Regions from separate parts of the Mus musculus genome. Here regions 1 and 3 are each linked to region 2. The links are chromatin contacts, called in public targeted proximity ligation maps. All regions are on one chromosome and are shown on one strand. The core of a region is the stretch at or near the end of the contact, and the rest is flanking DNA. Distances in the headings are between cores, read along the strand shown.

The links.
Region 1: a contact with region 2 is called in a targeted proximity ligation map of pancreatic cancer cells.
Region 3: a targeted proximity ligation map of pancreatic cancer cells shows a contact between it and region 2. A contact is called at or near these places in 1 of 39 promoter capture datasets (liver) and 1 of 130 datasets of targeted methods (pancreatic cancer cells).

Annotation. Positions count from the first base shown.
Region 1 is chr19:6,968,453-6,971,324 of GRCm38.p6, forward strand. It overlaps Plcb3 (phospholipase C, beta 3), which reads right to left and starts at 1,362. Exons shown (of 31, transcript NM_001290349.1): 1 at 1,095-1,362. The coding sequence starts at 1,193. Gm52400 (a long non-coding RNA gene) reads left to right here and starts at 244. Exons shown (of 3, transcript XR_003952919.1): 1 at 244-392; 2 at 1,542-1,648.
Region 2 is chr19:5,923,321-5,926,106 of GRCm38.p6, forward strand. Cdc42ep2 (CDC42 effector protein (Rho GTPase binding) 2) reads right to left here and starts at 1,496. Exons shown (of 2, transcript NM_026772.2): 1 at 1,444-1,496.
Region 3 is chr19:4,438,178-4,441,363 of GRCm38.p6, forward strand. Rhod (ras homolog family member D) reads right to left here and starts at 1,266. Exons shown (of 5, transcript NM_007485.5): 1 at 1,043-1,266. The coding sequence starts at 1,174. It overlaps A930001C03Rik (RIKEN cDNA A930001C03 gene), which reads left to right and starts at 1,146. Exons shown (of 3, transcript NR_045990.1): 1 at 1,146-1,212.

The DNA of each region.
Region 1 (2,872 bases), core at 112-2,611, 1.0 Mb after region 2:
AAACTTTGTTCAGCACCCCCACCCCAACCCAGGCCCTCTCCTTGTTTCCACTTCCTTATTTGGGTTTATCACACTGCAAGGAAAAGGAGAAACTTTTCCCTTTAGTCTGGCCTGGGGGAAGGGGTATCCTGGGGCCCCGGGGGTACCCACCCTTGCCCAGCACACCTGCAGCTAAGGCCACGCCCCCAGCCCCTCCCCTTAGTTCTCACTCCTGCCCCACCCTGCCGGAAAGAAACCCAGCGTCTTCCAGGCCTATGGCCCGACTGGGAAGGAACAGTAAGGAAACTCAGGCCGCCTGAGTTGAGGCCCTAGGGAGCAAGGAGCCCAGGGGGTAGGAGAGGGAACAGTACAGAAACGTGGGTGAGACGTGATATCTAGATAAGAAGCCGCAGGTGAGTATCAGGGAAGTACCTGAGAGAAAGCAATAAAAAGTGGGGACCAGGATTTATTGAGGTTCAAAGTCACTAAGTTAAGGAGTGGGGAGCAAAGTTCCCAGAGTTGGAGGAACCTGGAAAGGAACAAAGTCTCCGGTAAGGGGTGGCTCGGTGCTCCCATCTGAACAGAAAGCTCGCTGGAATCCAGAAGCAGGACGAAAGGGTATCAACCAGGGCAGGCTGGAAAGGGATGACTATAATGGCTCAGGCAAGCGAGGCACTGAGAAGAGTAGGATCCCAGTGGCACCCCACCCAAGGCAAGGATGTCCTATGCCCCCATGGGGGTCCTGTGCCAGGAACAGGGGTCTGGGGACCAGACCAAAAACTAAGAACCAGCATGGAGACTTTGATATTCATCGTTGGCAAGGGTGGAAAAGAGTGAGAAGAAGGACAGGATTTACAGGGGTTCAAAGTCTCCATGCCAAGAAGAGCCCAATTGACCACAGCTACTGTCTTGCGGGGGAGAAGAGCGGGGACAACGACAAAGTCTTCAATTACCAGGACAACAGGGGACTCAAGTTTCCGGAGTGCAACAAGGCTGGAATAGGGGGTGAGGTGGTCAGGCAACACTGAAGTGGGGGTCCCTGGCATTCATCTAGTCGAATGTGACTGAAGGAATCCTTCGATCTAGGCAGAGCAGAGGACAGCCCACTCACTTACCTCGTCCCATTTGATGAACTTACTCCCGCGCCGCAGGGTCTCCACCACGGTGGGCGGCTCCAGCTGCAGCGCGTGGACGCCGGGCCTCGCGCCCGCCATGGCTAAGCCAGGGGCGGCTCGGGGACCTACGGAGCCCCGACGGGAACCGACGGTGCCACTGCTCTCTCCACACGCTCCCGCGCGGCCCGCTCTGGCCCCGCGGCGTCAGCGCCCGCCCGCCAGCCAGTCTGTCCCGGACGGACCGGAGACTCGGCGCCCGGCCCCGCCCCCGCAGAGCCCCGCCCCGTCGGGCGGTGCCGCCCCCTCCCACCGCTATGGTGCCGCCCGACCCACGGCGGCGCCCCCTCGCGGTTGGGGCGGCGACTGCAGCCAAAGGGATGATGGATGGAATGGGGGGGGTCTTTGTTGGCCGGCTGACTCAGTAGGACTCTCTTTTTTTTGTCTTAGATAAAGTGCTATTGAGGGTGCACCTGGAAAGACGGGTGTTGGAGCCGCTCAAGACATGCCAAGGTCAGCCGGTTGAGGACTCAGGTGGAAAAGGCGAAGATAATAAGGTTAGGGGACACAGACCCTTGTCCTCAACCCGACTCCTACCGCACTTAATGAGCTCAGGAAACGTCGTCACCCCATCTCTCTCCATCCCACTCCACCCGCGTGCCCTCACTTTGCCTCTCCCCCTCCTGCTGCAGCACAGTCCCCCCTCCCAGGGAGCACTTAGCTGGCTAATGGGCCTCCCGCCGGCAGGCGCCCCTCCCCCGTCCCTAGCTCTGGAGGCCTGGAGCTGCCACCTCCTTTGAGGACCCAGGCATCCTGGTTTTCCAGAGAAAACCTTGCCGCAGTTCTTGTGCTGCTGACCCTGTGACGGGAGCCAGTCTCAGTGAACCTCTTAGTTGAACATAGTGAAAGATGGTTGTTTGCCCAGAGGTGGCAGAAGCCTCGTGGGTGTCCCCAAAGGAGGGGTTGTGCAGCTCCTGGCCCACAGCAGGTGCCCTGAAATCTGTGTTCCAGTGATCTGAGGAACCGAAGGGGCAGACCCATGGGCACCGGCCGGGGTGGGGGCTGTAGCCCCCCCCGCAGGGCTTGGCTGGGGGGGCTCCTGCCTGGGGGCCCCTGTGGGAGCCCCCCCAATACAGAGGAGGCAGCAGCAGCAGGTTTAAAGTAGAACTCATCCAGAGGGGCCAGCCAAGTCACCTAGAAACCCAGAAAGAGTTGGAGCTAGCTCTGGGGGAGGAGGGTCGGCTAAGGAGGAGCTTCCCTACCGGCGCCTTTGCCCCAGGCGCTCAGGCCTCCAGAGGAGCCCTGCCTGGCACTGGCTGTCCTCCAAATCGCCATCATGGCGGCAAACTTAATGAATCTAGTTGTCTTTGGCTGTGGCCTTGTGCAGTGGTGTGATTGTTATCTCCACTTGAGGCCCAGAGAGGGGAAGGGACTTGCCCAAGGTCACACAGCTTCCTGAGAGGATTTAACCCCTCTTTCTGCTTCCTGCCTCTGCTCCCTGGTCTGTAGGAGAAAAGGGGGGGGGGTGCAGGCCTGTCATCTCCCTCCTCTTCTTCTTCCTTCTCCTCCTCCTCCTCCTTCTCCTCCTCCACAAGGACTATAAGAAAATACCCCTTCAGAGCTCCAACTACCACCCACCTCCTCCAGAGATCAGAACCATTAAGAGTGGAGATTGGCCTCTACCCACAGGCTTGCTTTCAAATCCAGGACTCCCTTATCCAGGAGCTAGTTATCACAGTGCAATAAACACACACCCCTCTGTAGACGGGTGACAGGTAGAA
Region 2 (2,786 bases), core at 246-2,745:
CAAGAAAGTGTGCCACCAGGCCCAGCTCTAGGTCTGCCCCTTTTCTAAAGGCTCACTGAGAAGGTTTATGGTGGTCCTGGAACTCACTCCGTAGACCAGGCCAACTGAACTTAGAGATCTGTTTACTTCTAAAAACTAAAAAAACAAAAAACAAAAAAACTGCCTCTAAAAATAAAAAAAGAAAAAACTAGAAAGTTTTATTTATTGTTACTGTTGAGTGTATTTTAATGTGAGTGTGTGTGTGTGTGAGTGCGTTCGCGAGTGTGTACGTAGTGTGCGGAATGTGTGTGGAAGTCAGAATACTTTGTGGAGTCCATCTCTGAGTGTTTCGGGAAAGGAGCTCACCTCCAAGCTTGCTCAGCAAAAGACTTCCGCTGAGCCGTCTTGCCAGCAGCCCAAGGGGAAGGGTTTGAAATCTAGTTCCACCTGGGCCTCTGTGACCTTGAGCAATGAACCTTTTCTCTCTGGGACTGAACTCACCTTCCCTGTCTTTAAAATAAGCTGACCCACTGCTATACTTGAAACAAGAGGCCTCTGCACAATAGACGGATCCACAGTAACCGTCAAAGGACATTCAGCACATATCTTCAGGGCTTTTCTCAAGCACTTCGGCTCTTCCAGGTAGAGGTTGCATCAAGAACAAAAACCAAACCCTTCTAGGTCCCCTCCTGCCAGCCCTGGCAGGGCTGGCTCAGAATCTGGTGCTTCTGCAGCGATCTCTCTGTAGTACAATGTCGCTAGGTGGCGCGCGCGTCCCTGCTATAACCCGGGGTTCTAGGGTCCCACCGAGCATACCCGCTCCAGGGAGACGCCCACCGAGGAACTGCGTGCTCCAGTGCCCGAGGTGGATCGCCCATAGGCCCTTTTTCTCTGGGTTGCACAATCGGACCACCGTGAGGGTAGAATTGCAATTATCGGGGACCTTGTCTGGGACTCCGATATCTGGGAGGGGCCTTGCCTTGCCTGAGCTTCTTGGCCTGGGCGAAGTCTCAATGTCTGCTTGGCTCACAGCCAGACTTCGGACGTGCAGGCCCCCGCCCTCCCCGGAGTCCGGCTGCTCAGCCCTGGCTTGTGTTCCTGTGCCGACCCCTCCAGATCCCCAGTCAAGCGCTACCCAGCGCGGCCCAGATCCATTTCAGTAACACTAAAGCTAAAGATAGGAGGACACCTCACCATCCGCTAAAAATACGGCCTCCAGCCCAGGCAGGGACACGGGCCGAAGAGAGGATGTTCCCTAGTCCCAGGTCTCTGGCCAGCATAGAAGTACAACCCGGAGCTGCAAGACTGACAGCACAGCGCCTTGAGCGCTGCGGGAGGTCATGGGTAGGGGGCGGGGATCCAGACCCCAGATAATGGACCTGATCTGAGCCAAAACAGAACACCGCCTGGCTAGCACTCTCCAGGGAGCTGCGGGAGGCCTGTAAAACCCCAGTCCCAACTCACCTTGAGGAGCGCGGGCAAAGCTGCAGAGCTGTGCGGCTAGGATAGAGGACCAGGGAGGGCCTGGGAACTTACAGTGCAGACCTTGGGCCTAAGCCACGCCCCCAGAGCCAGAAGCCAATCCCGGACCGCTCCTCTCGAACCCCCACCCACACATCCCCGCCCACCGCGGCACCGCCCAGGTTCTTCTTTCTGTAAAGGCTAAGAGCTGGATTCCAAGATTCTAGAGGCTTAGCCTCCGGGCGGCTGAGGGCTATCACCGAAGGGTAACAAGGGTGGATACACACGAGGACGCCAGCTGTTCGTGTTGGAATAAAAACTTTAGGCTAGAAGCACTGGGCCAACAAAGGCCGGAAGAAAGAATTCTTGAGAAATCTCTGACCATCCTTGGATGGGTTTCCTTGACGGAAGGACGAGGACCCGGGAGGCGCCCGCACTGACTCTTCAAGAATGAATTGGGCTTTGCAGGCGTTTTACAAACCTAGGGGAGTTTTGAAGAGTTTACCCTAGGCTAGGAGAGTGATGAAGGATGCGAGAAAGATTCAGGGTCGGAAAGCACAGAGAAAAACAGAGACAGACACAGCCTGAACTTGCACGAGTTTGCTGACCTGCTAAGTGGTTTCTGAGGTGGATGGTTTAGAACAGGATCAGAAACAGTTATTGAAGGACAGGTCCTAAAGCTGATGAGACAAACCGAGGGAAACTTCTCATTGCGCCGTTTTGTGAGTAAATTCTCTGAGTGTCTGTTCGTGGTTAGGGAAGCTGAGGAGTCAGGATTCAAGAAATTCGAGGTTCCAGGCACAGGCTGATCCCCTTCCGGGTGGATGAGTGCTAAGAGGAGTGAGGCAAAGAAGAGGACAGTGATAGGAGGAGGAAATCGGGATGCTTGCCTTCCAGATAGCAGATGTGGAAAGCGGTGTGTGGATAGGAGGGAGGGATGCTGGGGCTGGGGAGTATGTCAGGCAAGCCAAAAGGGAGGGGAGAATGGGAAGGACTGGGTCATGCTTCCCTAAAGATGACCATATTCTGGGCCAGGAGGACAGCTCGGAGGAGCTCGGTGAGATTCCCTGTATGTCAGTCCTTCTGTTTAATCCCAAGTCACACACATACACACACTCACACACACATACATACACACACACACACACACACACACACACACATTCACATAATCTTACACTCACACGCATGCACCACTAGATCAAGAGCTCCACGTTTTAACGTCTGGGACCATTTTGTTATGTGGGAAAAGGGAATTACCAGAAATTATAATTGATTGAACTCCTGGGTTCAAGCAGCTCGCCTTCCTTGCCCTCCCAAAGAGCTGGGTCTGTAGATGTGAGCCG
Region 3 (3,186 bases), core at 16-2,515, 1.5 Mb before region 2:
TCCACAGTAATATCCTGTCTCAAAAACAAAACAGGAACCACTAAAGTAAAACGACAAAAATACAACCCCCCCCCCCAAAAAAAAACCCAACAACCATAAAAACCACTGGTATTCAGAGTAGCAAGCAAGACTGTGCCCTATTTGCCAGGTCAGCTTCTCTGGCTCCTTCCATCAAATTACCCACTTCTGCACAATCCCAGAGGCCAGAAGGACGTGGGGACAGGAAAAGAAGGCTTGCTGCTGAAGGCAAACCCACAAACACACAGGACCCCCACTCCTCGTGGAGGCACAGAAGGAGGGCTCAGCCACTGTTCTGGTCATGGGGTCCTTGAGGACTCACAGTGACAAGCCCAGAGAGCCAGGATGCAACCAGGTACCGCACCGAGCCGGCCATCAGCCTTCAGCCTCACTGTCCCAGCTTTCTTCCCCCTATCAGGTTGCTCTGAGAAACTGAGGCTTGGTTAGAGTCGAAGTATGGCATAATCAGACTCTTCAGAGAAGGGTCGGTGTTCCAGTTTTCCTCTCTAGGGTAAAGCATGGGGATTTGCACCATAGTGGATGGAGAAGAGGTGATGTCGCCCGACGAACATCACTTACTAACTTTCAGCAACTAACTTTCAGCACTCTTTTCTATACTACGCTCGGGTAGGGGCTTTCAGTCCTATCATGTAGTTAACCTTCAGAGAGGTTAAGGGACTTGCCCAAAGGCACACAGCTGTAAGAGGCAAAGGCTTGATTTTACTGCTGCCAGTCGAGCTCCAAAGTCCTCACACTCTCGTCGCCAAGTAGTGACAACAACTGCTCTCGTAGGATTTGCTATTTCCCTAGGTGGCCCAATTCAGTCCCTGTGACACCCCTCCCCCTAAGTGCTATTAGTCCCACTTTGCTTCTACTGGCTAAAACTGAAAAACTCTGCCTTCGACCCCAGGCCCTGCTGAGATTTCCCCCTAGGAGGCTAGAGCTGGGTTCTTTCGAGGCAGCTCTCAGCAGACCCGCACATGGGGGGTGTCCCCAGCGCAGGGCCAAGGATGAGGGCACTCACCTCTGGGAAGGCCCCTTTGGCGAAGACCATCATCAGTGACGTCTTCCCGCAGCCCCCGTCGCCCACCAGGACCACCTTGACCGAGTGCCCGCTCTGCGGCGCCTCTTCTCCCGCAACCTGGGACGCGTTCATCCCTGGCTGGCGGACGGCGGTGCGCGGAGCAGCAGGCGGTACGCGGCGGGCTGGCTGCGGCGGGCGCGGGGCTGGCCCGGCGGGACAGGAATGTGGAAGGGGCGGGGCGGCGGGAGGAAGTGGGAGCGGGGCGGCCGGGACAGGAGGCGGCCCGGGGGGCGGGGGACACCCAGCTCAGGTGAGAAGCCCGGGACAAGATGGGGGTGCGGCGCCCGCCCAAGGGTGGACGCTCCTGGGGTCCGGTCTCCTGGCGTCCTGTCTAGACACTCAAGAAAGACTTTTGCAGCACCTACTGCGTGCAGTCGCTGAGGCCGCAGGGGTGAGCGGAGACCTACGCCTCCAGAGGGCACCCAGGGCTCGTGGGAGAGTAGACAAGTACTTGGAGAGAGGCTGGGGACAGGGAAGGAGGAAGCACCTGGACTATCTGCCATGGGTGGGAGGTTATTTTTATGAATGAATGGGTGGGTGAATGAATGAATGAATGAATGAATGAATATGAGTTTCTGCTATTTGCGGACCTCCTCCAAATGTTGTAGGCCAGATGAGAAAGGAGTGGCCCGGGCATGCCCTTGTGGGTCACTGCAGGACCTCTTCAGCCAGCTCCAGGAAGTTTCAATGAAGGTGGAATTACCACGCATCTCACCCAGGCAGCCAGTGAGCTAAGGAAAACTATGGAACCGTCCATCTGTAGAGCTCAGAGCTAGCTCTGGCACATGGCAGATGTCATGAATGGTTCATATTATGGTATATAGTATGATGGCCTTTTAGTTTTATTTTTTACGCGTGTGGGCGTTTTATCTGCATGTATAGACATAGACATGCATCCTGGTGTCCTCTGCACTCGGAAACCCTGGAACTAGAGTTACAGACATTATGAGCCACTATGTGGGTGAACCGGGATCCTCTGGAAGAGCAGCCAATGTTCTTAACCTCTGGGCCATCTCTCCAGCTCTTTGGTATAATGTTTAATCAATGCAGATGATCCTTAGTTTCTTAGAGTCTGGGGACCCTGCACTGTTCCGATCAAAACCTCGACTCTGAGAAGCCTAGAATAGGAGGTGTCAGGACAGGAGAAAGGAAAAAGGGGCTCTTCGAAGAGACTGGAGCAAGGTAGCCACGCCCCCACTTCTTAGCGACAGGACAGAGGGCGGGACTTGGCTGAGGAGCTAGTATCTGGAGGGTGGAGCACTTTGGATTTCAGGAATAAATCTTACTTTTCTCTAAATCTCCGCAACCTTCTTTGTGATCAGATTTTTCTTTTTAACTTTTGGTGAGCATAAGTGGGCTGGAAATGTAGCCGCGCTGCCCGGATGCTTAACCAGCACTCATGAAAGCCTCGGTCCCATTCCCAGTTCCACATAAACCGGGCTTGGAGATCCATGCTTCTAATTCCAATACTGATGAGGTGAAGCCAGGAAAATCTGAAGCTCAATGTCAGCTTGGCTGTTCAGTGAGTTCAAGGCCAGCATGGATTAGATATTCTGTCTAAAAAAGAGGGGAAAAAGGTCTCGCCTGTCTCCCCAGACCTCAGACTGGGTGTTTAATGGAAGCTAAGTGGACCATGGTCAGAAGTCTTTGGGTTTCACCTCCATGACTTCATCTCCCATTGTATTCAAAGTCAGGCAGTGAAGAGGACCTTCAGCCCTATTTGATCCTCACTGTGTCTCAAGGAGGCAGTTTCCAGTTTCCCTCTGGGCCAGAGGTCAGCTGTATGGAAGGAGCCTCCCAGAAGCCTCCCCAGCTCCACCTTTTGGATGCCCCTTTCCCGAAACCGCCACAGGGCTGGGCGGGACTTGGCATGAAGCTGGGTGTGTGGCTGAACAGGATGCCCAGAAGGAGTGGTGAGGAGCCCCCCCCCCCCCAGTCAGCTGTCAGCCTTGTCATCCCTACCTGTCATAAGGCCAGTCTGGGAGGCAGGTGGAGCTAGACCAAGGGTGGAGGAAGCTGAGAGTCAGGCGGAGGTGGCCTTGGTTGCTATAGGGATAATCACTCTAATGACACACTTGACAACT